Regions from separate parts of the Vulpes vulpes genome. Here region 2 is linked to region 1. A link is a contact called in public Hi-C data. All regions are on one chromosome and are shown on one strand. Each heading gives the region's core, a stretch centred on a gene start, on an enhancer-like site or on the middle of the called end of the contact. The rest is flanking DNA. Distances are from core to core; before and after follow the strand shown. Region 1 holds the start of C4H5orf47 (chromosome 4 C5orf47 homolog). Region 2 holds the start of BOD1 (biorientation of chromosomes in cell division 1).

The links. A called contact is a pair of places that touch in the nucleus more often than the background predicts.
Region 2: a contact with region 1 is called in a Hi-C map of skeletal muscle, with 4 times the contacts expected there. The contact joins the promoter of BOD1 here to the promoter of C4H5orf47 in region 1. A contact is called at or near these places in 2 of 3 Hi-C or Micro-C datasets (both in skeletal muscle).

Annotation. Positions count from the first base shown.
Region 1 is chr4:97,388,326-97,390,985 of VulVul3, forward strand. C4H5orf47 (chromosome 4 C5orf47 homolog) reads right to left here and starts at 1,322. Exons shown (of 4, transcript XM_072756571.1): 1 at 1,007-1,322. The coding sequence starts at 1,289.
Region 2 is chr4:97,688,860-97,691,519 of VulVul3, forward strand. It overlaps BOD1 (biorientation of chromosomes in cell division 1), which reads left to right and starts at 1,316. Exons shown (of 4, transcript XR_012001172.1): 1 at 1,316-1,755. It overlaps LOC112926062 (a long non-coding RNA gene), which reads right to left and starts at 1,127. Exons shown (of 5, transcript XR_012001173.1): 1 at 959-1,127; 2 at 27-171.

The DNA.
Region 1 (2,660 bases), core at 72-2,571:
CATAAACTCTCCAAAAAGCACAGGTGGAGGGAGTAAGCCCTCAAAAACGAGGGAGATGGAAATGCTCTGTACCTTAATTGTGTCGCTAAAAATATAACCTTATCAAATCTCGGCATGTATATACATGAACCTTAAATACGGTTTGTTCATTTATTTTTTTTAAGATCAAGAAGTGGGGCGCCTGGGTGGCTCATCTGATTTCACCTCAGGTCATGATGTCAAGGTCCTGAGGTCAAGTCCCACCCCCAGATCCACCTCAGCACAGAGTCGGCTTCTGTGGCTCCCTCTGCCTCTCCCCCTGCTAGCTCGCTCTCTCTTTCTTTTTTTTTTTTTTTTTTTTTTTTTTTTTTTTTATGATAGTCACAGAGAGAGAGAGAGAGAGGCAGAGACACAGGCAGAGGGAGAAGCAGGCTCCATGCCCCGGGAGCCCGACGTGGGATTCGATCCCGGATCTCCAGGATCGCGCCCTGGGCCAAAGGCAGGCGCCAAACCGCTGCGCCACCCAGGGATCCCTCGCTCTCTCTTTCTGAAAGAAAAGAAGGAAGGAAGGAAGATCAGGAAGCTTCCTAGACACAAACAAGCACGCAGAGGGGGTTATGGAGGAGGAAACCCCGTTTGCAACGGAAGGTCGAACACCTAGGAAGGAATTCAATAAGACACAGGCAACACCTATAGGGACGTTTCACACACAGAGCATGCCCATGCCCGAAACACGCGCACGCGGACGGACGAGGGGAAGACCTCCCGCGCGTCGCGTCGAGGCCCGTGCCTCCCTCAGCGCGGCGAAGACGGCGGCCCCGCGGCACAGACAAGCCGCCCGGCCCCTCGCGGTGGCAGACGCAAGGGGCTCCGTCCCGTGACCTCCCGCGGCAGCCCGGCTCATCTCGCGGGACCGCACCTGCCCTCCGCAGCCGGGCGGGAAGGCCGAGGGCTGAGGCGCCCACCGCCGACACCCGGGCACCCGGGCGCCCGCCCCCCCGCCCGCCCGCCAGGCGCCACCTGCCACCTGCTCGCGCCGCCGGCGAGGTACCGCTCTGCGCGCTCGACGCCCGCGCCGGCGGGGAGACGGCGGGTTCCCGGGGCCGGGGGCCGGGGGCGAGCTCCGCGCCGTCCGGGGCCGCCGCCCGCGGTTCCTCGGGGCTGCCTGCGGCCCGGCGCCCGGGGTTCCCGCGGCCCTGAGCCCGGCGGCCGCCCAGCCGCAAGACGCCGCCGCACCGGTGCGAGCCGAAGCGCGTCACGTAGACGAAGCGCGTCAGGCTCCGCTCCTGCCCCCGGGCGGCCGCCGCCATCGCCGCCGAGTTTCCTCAGAAGCCCCGCGTAGCCCTGGGCGGGAGGGCGGGGACGCGGGGGGGCGGGGGCGGGGCCACTGCGCGCGCGGCGGGGTGGGCGTGAGGGGCGGGACGGCGTGGGCAGGTGGGGGCGCGGGGACACGGCGTCGTCGGGGGCGGGGGCGGGGCGGGGCGGGCCGCCCTGCGCGGGCGGGAGAGCGGCAGGGCTTTGGCTGGGGCGCAGAGGGAAGGTGGTGGCAAGGTTTGGGGACCGCGTCACGGGGGTGGGGGGGGGCGGGGAGGCGGGGACAGGGCGGTGGGGGAGGGGGCAGGCCCCTGGGGCAGCCTCCCGCGGCTGGGTGTGCCCGGCTCCCCCGGCTCCCCCGTGAGCCCTGACCCTGGCTTGCGCAGGCTGGAGCGCGGGCGGTGAAGTTGGGGGCCGGGGGCGCGGGAGGGGACACAGCACCCCGTGCTGCCCGAGGGTTCCCGGGGCACCTTGGCCGGGCATAGTCGTGCTGGGCCTTCTGGGCCTCGGGCCAGCGTCTTTCCCGCCCCGACGTGCGGCCCATGGGGTGCGGCTGCTGCCCAGCTGGGTTATTTGGGCAAGCTACTTTTCCTCTCTAAGCTTTCGGTTTCCTCAGGTGTAAATTCAGGATGACGGGGCTAAATCAAAATAAGGCCTATTGAGTACTGGCACATAGAGTTGCCGTAGGCTTCACCTCCATGTCACGGTTATTGAGCACATACCCTGTGAAGTGCATGTGGCCATAGCTTTACATCTGTACTTTGCAAATGGTTGTCCCATAGACCATCCTTTCAAATCGTGCAGCATTTCACAGCAAAGAAACTGAAGTTCCAAAATGAGTGACTTCCCCAAAGTAACAGGCAGGACAGAGACATATTTTCTTAAAATGAATCTTTTTAAATTGAATTATAAAGTGCAGAAAACTGTACCAATCATCAGTATACAGATCGATGAATTTTCACACACTAAATATATCCACGTAATATCCACCCAGGGTAAGAAATGGTGCAGTGCAGAAGCACCTCATGTTCTCACCCAGGCCCAATCCCTTTGCTTTCTTTGTTTCTATGTGGGGGTTTTCATTCTGTTCTCAATCATTAAGAGGAGTTTTTAATATATTCTGTATATTAGGTATTTGTTACTTGTATGTATTGCAATTTTTTTCTCATCTGTGATTCACCTTTTATTCTGTCTACGAACTCTATTGAGATGATTATGTAATTTCACTCCCTTATTGTATAAATGTGATGAATTGCATTGATCGAATTCCAATGTTAAACCAACCCTCTAATCTGGGATAAATCCTACTTGCTTGTGATATATTATCATACTATATGATTGACATACCTCTAAATTTGATTTTTTAA
Region 2 (2,660 bases), core at 66-2,565, 300 kb after region 1:
AAACAAATCAGGATAAAACGCCTTACCTGGTGTGTGATGCCCACAAGATCTCAGGAGTGACATAGCTTGGGTTAAATGCTGCAAAATTTGGATTCAGAAAACCTGGGTTCAAAGCCTCCTCTTCAGCCTCTAGCTATGTGATCAGGCGACATACGGTCTCCATTTCTGCATCTGTAAAACAGCAGTGACATTACCTGCTTTTTAGTTTCTTGCCAAGTGTAAAGTGTTTAGTATCGTGCCTGACATATCCCATTTACTTGATATTAATTTATTATCATCACCACTATTATTGGCAGTGTCTATTATCTGGGAGGAAACCCACACACGCAGGAAAAGAATTCACGGAAACTTTTGTCTTCTTTTCACAATGTTGTCATTTTCCAATTTCCTAAAAGTGTGCACTGATATTAAAATCTGAAGGGAGGGGATCCCGGGGCGGCTCAGCGGTTTAGCGCCGCTGTCTGCCCAGGGCGTGATCCTGGAGACCCCAGATCAAGTCCCACGTCGGGCTCCCTGCATGGAGCCTGCTGTGTCTCTCATGAATAAATTTTAAAAATCTTTTTTTTTTTTTTTTAAATATGAAGGGAGAGGGACGCCTGGGTGCCTCAGCGGTTGAGCGTCTGCCTTCGGCCCAGGGCGTGATCCTGGGGTCTCGGGATCGAGTCCCTCCTCGGGCTCCCTGCATGGAGCCTGCTCCTCCCTCTGCCTGTATCTCTGCCTCTCTCTGTGTGTCTTTCAGGATTAACAAATAAAATCTTAAAAAAAAAAAAAAAGAATAAAATCTGAAGGGAGAGAAAGTACCTTTCTCTTTTTGGCATAATATAAATTTGACTAGTCTACTGTTGCCCAAATTGCCCGGGCTCCTATTGCTCAAGGAGGGCGTTGGGTGTCGTGTTAAAAGCACAGACTCCTAGAGCCCGACCGAAAAATACTGAATCCGAACACGTCACGAACAAACCTGTTTATACTTTTAACGAGTCCCACAGATGATTCTTATCATTAGGCAGTTGGGTGGGACCTGCTGGTTTAAAACCAGCGGGGCAGTGACTGCGCGAGAAACGCCAGCGCAGGTTGCGGCAATCACGAGGGCCCGGGCCTCCAATTCGCGTTCTGTCCCGCACACTGGCGCCGAGCGAGCAGGAGCCTGGGGGTTGTAGTTTCCATCAGCCAGACCTCTGCCTATAAGAAAGGCGAGGATGACTGCCGAAAACTTCCCGCCCCACAATGCAAAGGCCAGCGGTGACGTCATCCGCGGAGCGCCGGAGATGGAGCGGGCAGTTGCTACCGCTCCTACCACTACCCCCGTTGCCTCGGAGCCGGCTTCCTCTGCCACCGCCGCCGCCGCCCCCCCCGCCCCCGCCCTCGCCCCCTCCCTGCCCTCCCCTCCCCCCTCCGCCTCCCCTTTCTCCACCTCCCCCGCCGCCTCCTTCTTGGGCGCTTCTGCCATCTCTGCACGACTCAGTCTCTCTGTCCCTGAGCAGCCGTGTTCGGTCTCCTTTGTGGTCCCGGGGCGCAGCCATGGCGGACGGCGGCGGCGGCGGGGGCCCCGGCTCGGTGGGCGGCGGCGGAGCGGGCCAGGCCTCAGCGGGGTCGGCCACGGGCGCGACGGGGGCTGGTGGGAGCGGCGGCCCCATCAACCCGGCCTCGCTGCCTCCCGGCGACCCGCAGCTCATCGCTCTCATCGTGGAGCAGCTCAAGAGCAGGGGCCTGTTTGACAGCTTCCGCCGGGACTGCCTGGCCGACGTGGACACCAAGGTAGCCGGGGCCGGGCGTGAGGACGGCAGGGTTGCAGCTTGGCTTTTCTAAAGCAGAGAGAAAACCAGAAGATACTTTAAACCGCTTGAGGCAGTGCAGAAAGCTTCCTGAGTCGTGTACACGTGGGTTGGGCTCCCAGCCCCATCACTGCTGGCTGGGCGGCAGTCCAGTCCTTCCTGTGATCGTAGGGGAGAGAGCCTACATCCTCTTTCCCAAGCTGAGACGTCTTTGAGCCCCTCAGTAACAAACCTCTGTGTGTTAAGAACGTTGGAGAAGACCAGTAAGGAAGCGAGAATGGCGTGAGTGCGCCGTCATCACAGTGTGGTAGCTAGCTATTCCTTCTTTCCGCTAGCTTAGTGATTTGCACTTTGGGTATCCAGTCGAATTAAGGTACACCCTTAATTGCCCTTTTACTCCAGAACCGACACCCTTTTACTCCACCGTGGCTTAAAGGGGATTTGGTGCCAATTTTAGATCCGAATGCCTCCTAGTAAAATGCTATTTCATGTTACTTGCCACAGTGCTGGGAATTCCATGAAGCCACGTGTTATCAGACATAACAGTAGTTGCTGGAATGTTCCATTTTCTCCCTTTTCAGAAGCTTTTCTAAGAAGATTAGGTTTGTCGGTTTGGGAGGCCCTGCTAACTCCTCTAGGGAAGTGATTTCTCCTCTCTGAGAAAATCTGCCTATCTAACAGGAGGACTGTGAACTTAAAATTGCAACTCAGAGATAGGAAAAGACATCCTCCATTTAGTCATTGAAATTTACTGGCCTATAGCATGTGGGCTGTGTGGATACAGGAACAAGTAAGTCATTACCTGTCCTCAAAGCTTGTACTGTAGGGTAGAAAACTGACATGTGGACCTGATAGTATAAACAGTAAGTGGTGCTAGAAGTGGTTAAT